Linked DNA regions of Mus musculus: region 2 is linked to region 1. Evidence: chromatin contacts called from public promoter capture Hi-C data. All regions are on one chromosome and are shown on one strand. Each heading gives the region's core, a stretch centred on a gene start, on an enhancer-like site or on the middle of the called end of the contact. The rest is flanking DNA. Distances are from core to core; before and after follow the strand shown.

Region 1 (4,016 bases), core at 426-2,925:
ATGTTTACAAAGGAGATGAAGGAATTAAAAACACCCTAGTGACAACATCAGATTTCCCGTGTTGAATAGGGTATCCTTCAAGATGTCGAAAAGATCATAGGAAGTACTGCATTGTTGATAGCAATTGAGAATAGACCTGTTTTCATGATCCACCACCCATACAAAGCCCAAATATGGAGCTTGAAGTTATAAACCCTGTGACGTCAGCCAGCGTGTAGCCCCACTACACAGTTACTAATGATGCTTGCACTATGGTTGTACATGTCTGCTCTAGTGACATGTGACAGTCAGTGTGTAGCTCCACTACACATTTCATTGCTAATGGGGTTTTCACTCTGGCAGTGTGGCAGCTCTAGTGAATTCTGTGGGCATCTTGTTGGGAATGTAGCTCTAGAAGAGAGGCCGCTCACACAGATTCCTTTAAGCCAGCAGTTCTCAACCTGTAGGTCAGGACCCCTTTAGGGGTTGAATGGTACTTTTTGCAGAGATTGCCTAAGACTAACAGAAATAACAGATATTTACATTATGACTCATGACAGTAGCAAAGTTACAGTTCTGAAGTAGCAATGAAAATAATTTTATGATTGGGCATCACCAAAACATGAGGCACGGTCTTAAAGGGTTTCAGGGTTGGGATGTTGAGAACCAATGCTTTAAGTTGGCTTGGTTGTGCCTGGAGACACATGCACTATCTATGGTGGCAGCCTCTCATGTGGAACAGCTGTAACAGGGGACAAGCATTCTAGAACATTCCCAGGAAGCCCGGCATGCTTCAGCTACATCCGACATGACAAGGAGCCCCAGATCTTTCCGGCATTTTCTGGATTTTTCTTCTCTCTCTTTATTTGGTTGAACTCTGCAGACTTCTCTGTCAAGTGCTATTTATATGATAGATATAGACACAGGAAAGCCATTTCACCCTCCAGGGCTGGGTGGAAAAAAAAGAAACGAGATTCTTGCCTGAGAGTGTCACCGGGAGCTGCGGTCACTCCCCGTGATGGAAATACATTTTACGTCTTTTTCCTTCCCCTCTGTGCCTTTTATATAAACAACAAAACACATTGAATCAATTTTTCAAGAAAACTTACAAAATCCGAAAACACTGCCGACCTTTAACGGTGGGTAGCATGAATTATTGGGGGCTACAAAGAAGGTTTTTAACTATTGAAACATGTTGGCAACCTGAAAAATGAGTTCTCCCTCCTTCCAAACCGTTAAAAATAGCTTTTATAAACTCTTAACTCCCTGTGAGGGTGAGCTGGGCATTAATCACCTTGATGACATCTTCTATTTAGGCCGTGGATAAGTCTACAACCCTAATGAACCACTTTCCTGAGGAAATTGGTCAAATCCCACCTGGAGGGAGGGGGGGTGAATCACAACAGCCTCACCATTCAGACAAATCTCTTTTCAAGGAGCCTTAAAGCTTCTCTCATTCTCCAGCGAAGACAGCCTCATAGGAAACAATAATAGTTTAATCTCTTGAAAAATTTCCTTCCTGCGCTGCAGCCGTCAGACAGGTAGTGAGAGCGAGCCAAGGAAAATGCAGAGAGCCCCTGCCAAGCCCTGGCTGCTGCCTGGCTTCTGCTTCCCAGCCTCACACAGAAGCCTCCATACTCTGCCTGCTGGAGATGTTCTGGCTTGGCTCAGTGGCTGACCCTCCTGTCCCGCCTTGCCTCTGAAGGAGAGAGCAATGGAAAGAAACAGTGTCGTTGTTGACTCGTCCCATGGCTGAGTGTCTGAAAGCCTCTCTATTCCTCTGGGGCTTTCTAGGACACCCTTTTCTTAGGGAGACACATTTTATCTGGAAACACACACACACACACACACACACACACACACACACACACACACACACATGGAGCTCTCAGGGAAGTGCAGAGTCTGCCTGGTGTATCCCCTGTGCACTGTGTCTGGGCTTGCTCAGAGGACCTCGCTGCCTCCTTGCTGAGCAATGCTTCCCCAGGCTGCTGGGACTGTAATAAGGCTCCAAGGAACCTGAGCAATTTTGAGATTTGTGGGATAGACAGGATCCATATTCAGTAAGTCCACTGGCTTTACCCGGGCTACCCAGTTCACAATGCCAGCCTGTAGTGACGTTCAGCAACCCGCAGGGGATTTTTGTCAGGCCCATTACGTATAATAACTCCTAGGGATTAGCCTGCAGTGCTCATGGATGGCTCAAGCTCTGTGTAATTTGCTTCAAAAGAGCTATTTCCCATCAGCAAGATTGCTAGAATGAGCACATTGACGGTTGGCTCCTCCTCATCTGTGTTCTCTGTGTGTATGTGTGTGTTTGTGCATGTGCAAGTGTGCATGTTTGTGTGTACAAATGGAAGCCAGAGATAACACTGGGCACCATCTTCTCACTTCCTCCTCCTCCTCCTCCTCCTCCTCCTCCTCCTCCTCTTCCTCCTCCTCTTCTTCCTCCTCTTCGTCCCCCTCCTCCTCCTTCCCCTTCATTTCCTCCTCATCCTCCTCGTCCTCCTTCATCTTCTCCTTCTTCTTTGTCTTCTTTGTCTTCTCCTCCCCCCCACTCCTCCTCCTCCTCCTCCTCCTTTTGGAGACAGAGTCTCTCACAGAACCTGGGGCTCCCCGATTTCTCTAGATTGGCAGGCCAGGAAGCTCCAGGAAGCCTCCTATGTCTGCTCCTCCCATGCCCCCTCCGTGCTGGGTTTGCAGCCCCACTTATCACATGGCTGCTTGGCATTGAAACAAGGTCCTCAAGCTTGAGTGGCAAGCACTGAATCTCCGTAGCTATCATCTGCGTTCTTGACTAGTCAGCTGTAATTTTCACTGTCTGTGCTCTCCAGGGAGCATCTCTGCCCAAACACATCCCCAAGTTTTCTGGCTCCCAGGCACCCCCCCTTTTTTTTTTTATCCAGTCTTACTTCTGGTTTTCCTCTTGGCTTGGCCACTTCAGGAGCCATGTGCAGAGTCTGGGCAAACTGAATTGTATTTTAATTTCATGTCTATTTCCCGTACTCATATTAGTGACTTGGAATTTAAAAAAAAAAACAAGAAAAAAAACCAACACAACTCTCATGATAGAGAATAGAACATTGTCTAATCTCTCAAATAAATCGAGAGGAGGCTCATTAGCTGAACTGCTGGGTGGCACAAAAGTTAAGTGAACCAATTTAGTTATCATAAAAATAGCCTCTCCAGGCCACCCACCGTGTCTAAGAATTCTTTGGATCAATTCCCATGTTTTCAGGCCAAGTAAGAAATACATGGAACAGAACCTGCTTTTATCTAATTTTCCCCGTCACCGTTGCGAGTAACTGAAGGCAAATTCCATAAATTCTCCTTAGTCAAGCGCCTCAGCCAGCACCTTAACAGGCTAAGTAAGAAATGTTGTAGTCTATCCAGATGCAGTAGCTGAGGACAGACCCTTGAAGTGAGGATAAATAAAGACCAAAAGACAGACAGGATGCTCATCATAATGCTGGTTACCATAGCAACTAATCATGAGTGACATATTGCCAGCAATACACGAGAGGGTGGTCAACATTAGTGACATGAACACAACCTGCGGTTCTTACAGATGTGCAAACTCATATTTTCTAAAAACAAAAACCAAACAAACAAAATTGGAATATTCTTATGCTATATTAATTGAAAAAATCATCGAGTGTGATATATTTTTCTCCAATGTATCTATTACAAACAAAAGTGTATTTCTGATTCATGGACTAGAGTGAACTTACTTCATTTTTATAACTTTTTTTTTAATATCTCAGATGACCTTACTACAGTTTGGTGATACAAACATCACTGAGACATCGGCCACAAGCAACTTTGTGTTTGTAGGATGGTGAGTTCCTTGTGATTATTTCTGTTGTGCCTGTGTTAGGTCAGGGAGTAGAATGGACAGAAAAGATAATTTGTCTTCATGAGGGGCAGTGCTAATCCTAATGGCTGCCCAGTTTGAGGTGGAAATCTTCAGCTGCCTTAAGCTGGTATGGAGGGTCTGGAAGGTTCTAGAAGAGCTGCTGGTCTTTAGTACAACTTGG
Region 2 (3,782 bases), core at 398-2,897, 170 kb before region 1:
TTGTCCTGGCTGAGTTATGGCACAGCCAGGCATCTAATAGGATGGAAGGACTCCTGTTCTTTCCCTTCATCTTTCTGTTCTTGTTCCTCACTCTCTACTCCTTCAGCTATGGCTTCCTCCACTCTGCAGGCATCCTGTAGACAAACTTCCTTCCCTTCATATTCACTCTGTCCTCCTTATTACTCAAGAACTTGTGATCTGAGGAGGATGCGTAAATATGTTTTAAATGGATTCCTCCTTTTGAACACAAAGTGAACATGATGTAGTAAAACTGGGATCCCGTCCCTAAAAGCGGGACTTAGAGCAAGCGATACATTTTACGGTGCAGGATAAGTTTTGAGTCACTCCCTCCCTATTTCCCATGTCAGGGAAGAACAGACTCTGTGTTCAGAAGGCTTAGCGCTTCCCTTGCTTGCATGGCAGAGTCAGGACGCATTTTATTTTCAAGAGCATATAGAGGCAGGGAACAGGAATGGGGTGATGGTATCCCTTAGGTCCTGCCCGGAGACTGGGGAGTGGCTGTGAGTTCTTGTATGAGGCATGGGAGCTGCTCTGTAGAGGAATCCTCAGACATGGTAGGAACTTGTCTGGCAGAGCCTCATGGGATGTGTGTGAGCTGGCGTGTTAGCATAGAAGCTGGAGTGTGTGAGTAGAAGTGTTTAGGAGCTGGGGTACTGTGAGAGTTGGGGTATCAGGCACAGGTGAAGTTGTATGTGAGCATGTTGAGGGGTGAGAGTTGGGTGGTGTGAACATCGGAGGTTGGAGAGCTGTGGGGTCCACACGAATTGGGGTGTATGTTATGAGTGTTAGGGTGTATGTGAGTTTTGGTGTGTGCTGTGTGTGAGTGCTTGGGTATTTTGATGGGGTCTGAGTGTTGCGGGTGTGTGCGAGGTGTACTCTTTGATGGATTGTAATTTCAGTTTTACAAAACAGAAAGAGCCCTGGATATGTAGTTGTGCTAATGGTTGTACGATGGTGGGATGTACTCAACACTACTGAAGGGCACACTGAAAATGGTTAGATAGCTTGTCACAAAGATCCACTTAAATATTTTTATTATTTTTAAATAGTTGTAGGTGTGTGTCTGCTTGTGAGTGCCTATGACCGCAGGTGCCTGTGGCCAGAGGCCTCAGATCCATGGGAGCTGGAGCTGTAGGTAGGTTGTGAGCCACCGGAGCTGGGTGCTGGGAAGGCAGCAAGTGCTCCGAAATGTAGAGCCGCCTTCCCAGTCTCAAGGTACACATTTGTCATCTCGCCTCTCAAAAGGCTGAAGCAGGAGGACCGGGAGTTCAAGGCTGACCTAGGCTAGGTAAGCCAGACCTTAGACTCTTAACACAAGAGCAAGAGAAACAGGTTAGGATGTAAATGCCCCAACCCCTGTAAAACAAAACCTCTCAAGAACCAAAGGGCAGGCTGAGTTGAATGTCAGGCTCTTTTCTCTGGGGCTGCAGACTCAGTTTGCCTTTCTGTGTTTTAGGAGTTGCAGTGGAACCTGGCTTTGCATAGCGGCTTCCTGAGGCAGCGAGGCCACCTGACTTTATTCCCAATGAAGAGATGCAGAGATAGGAAAGCATCAGGCAGAGTCCTGACTCACACCCATGGCCCTGGCTTGTCCCACCCACTGTGTCCCCTAAGGCCAAAGTTGGCATTGCAGAAATCCCCTCTGCCTCTGTCTCTCCCCACCTCTCCGTCTGCCCCTCCCCCATTTCTCTGTGTATAGTGAGCGCTTTCGGAAGTATGAGCACTGGTAATTTCCGTTTTAGCAATGGAGATATGCCTGTTTTCCTTCTCTATGGCTGAAGTTTGAGGGAGCAAGGAGATGCCTGCGCTGAGCTTGCTCCAGTGGACTTGCCTCCAGCTGCTGTGGGACCCAGTTCTGACACCCGCCCATCTCCATCTGGGACTCAGGTCACATCCACAGCCACTTCAAGGTGAACTGCTTGCTTTAAAGTCCTTTGATATTTTGACTAAATCCTACGCCCCATTTGAGGCACTGGCCCATTCAAGTGCCAGCTGGGCCCTTTGTTTATGATTGGCTCACGTTTCCGAGCGAATTTCTTTCTGGAGACAGTGTTCTATGAGTCACCTTTGAAATGAGAACTTATCAGCTTAGGGTCAGGCTAAGTGTGGCCGTCTGAGGGGCCTGTTTCTGTAGTCTGGGTCTGTGTTAAACATGGAGGCGTGTCCTCGCACTCGCTCAGTCCCGGAACTCTGTGGTCTTTCTCCAAAAGGACAACATCTCTCACCTGCTTCTTTTATCTCTGTCCAGCTGCCGACCTGACTGTCTTACTGTTACCCAACTACTGGCTGGGAGTGTAAGTCTGAGTTTGATTGGAAAATGCTCTGCCAACACACACATCTTTCTGCTAAGAAAACAAAAACAAAAAACAAAACAACAACAACAAAAAAACCCAAACCAAACCAAACTAAACCAAACCAAACCAAACTAAAACAAGCAATGGAGACAGGATGGGATGTCTCTCTCTGTGTGTCTCCTGTGTCTTCCCCACCCCACCCCCCAGCTGCCCAATGACCAGACAGAGTCTGGCCGTGTCATATTTAAGACAAACAACGTGAATTCTCTCTCCTTCCCTCTCTTGCACACTCGTGTTTAGAAGGCAGTGAAAGCTGGTTTCTACTTCTTTTCTTCCTGGCAGTTGGGTGTATTGGGCGCGGCCCCTCGGGTTGTTCCCCCTGAATTTCTGCCCCTCATTTGTCTTTACAGTACTCACTGAAAGTGCCAAGTGTGGAGTTGTGGGAATCTGAGGGCTCCTCTTCTTAAACATTTCTTTAAGATTTTCTTTCTCTGTGGGGAATGGTATCAGCAAGCAGGATGCAGAGCACAGGGTCGGATGGACCAGGGTAGGAGGAGCACACACCCCATACCATCATGTTCCACGGTCCCGACTCAACTCCACCTCCTGGTGCAGAGCCTCTTCTTGCTCCACAGTGGTGTCTGCCATCCACTCAGACTCTCAAGAAGCTGAATAGTTGCTCGCTTGTTTGTTTGAAAATCTGAATCTGGTTGTTTAACTCCAACCAGTCAGTCCTGTCAGACATTCTCTGGGGGTGGGGATAGTTTAGAGGGATGAGAAATTATCCCAGTGTTATAACACGAAGATATTTTCTGTTGATTAAGTGCACTTTGTACAGTTCTGGCCATGTGGTGGTGACAGTATGGTGGTATCAGGAATGTGGTGGTGGCAGTGGTGTGGTGGCTTGCTTCTTTGTATAACAGGAAGATACTTTGGATGTGGTGACAGAAAATGTTGGCTTGTGGTTCTTTGCCTGTGGTCTTGGGTGTGCATGCCCTGGGCTTTACTGCTGACCAGAAGTCTTGAGGGGACAACTGGCCTGTCAACAAAGCATTTCCTCCTGGCCCATGATCCAGCTTAGTGTAGTGATAGCTTGGGGTTAGGGAGGCCTGTGTGTGGGAGACGGGGAGAAACTGTGCAAGCTGCTACAATATTCGTCCTGACCAGCTGTCTCTGGAGAGGATGCACAGTGATCTGGCTTGTAAATGGTTAGAAGGGAGCCAAGAGGAACATCTAGTCATAATTAGATTCCTGAAGTGGCTCCGGGTAGACAGTAGCGAGGTCAGAAAGTTGGGTATGACAGAGAATGTAAGCACCTGTCCCCACTACCTCGGTGAAGTTACAAAGCAGGTTGCATGGAACTCATTCTATTTTGTCTTTAACCTTATGTTTGGGAATAATCATAGGCTCATAAAAAATTACAAAAAAAAGTGTACAGGGGTGAGTGGGCTTTTCTCTTCTGCTACC

Evidence for each region. Promoter capture Hi-C pulls out the DNA fragments that hold promoters and counts their contacts.
Region 2: a promoter capture Hi-C map of stem cell-derived epiblast-like cells shows a contact between it and region 1, with 4 times the contacts expected there. The contact joins two enhancer-like sites. A contact is called at or near these places in 3 of 39 promoter capture datasets (the 3T3-L1 cell line, cranial neural crest and stem cell-derived epiblast-like cells), 1 of 115 datasets of contacts at active chromatin or transcription factors (pancreatic cancer cells) and 1 of 9 other capture datasets (embryonic stem cells).

What each region holds. Positions count from the first base shown.
Region 1 is chr16:93,379,025-93,383,040 of GRCm38.p6, reverse strand. No RefSeq gene overlaps it. Among named protein-coding and RNA genes, the nearest start is that of Mir802, 11 kb to the right of the region's middle. Within about 2 kb of position 1,675, at least 24 of the 459 cell types and tissues checked have an H3K27ac peak or open chromatin away from gene starts, as enhancers often do.
Region 2 is chr16:93,547,801-93,551,582 of GRCm38.p6, reverse strand. No RefSeq gene overlaps it. Among named protein-coding and RNA genes, the nearest start is that of Gm30695, 18 kb to the right of the region's middle. Within about 2 kb of position 1,647, at least 10 of the 459 cell types and tissues checked have an H3K27ac peak or open chromatin away from gene starts, as enhancers often do.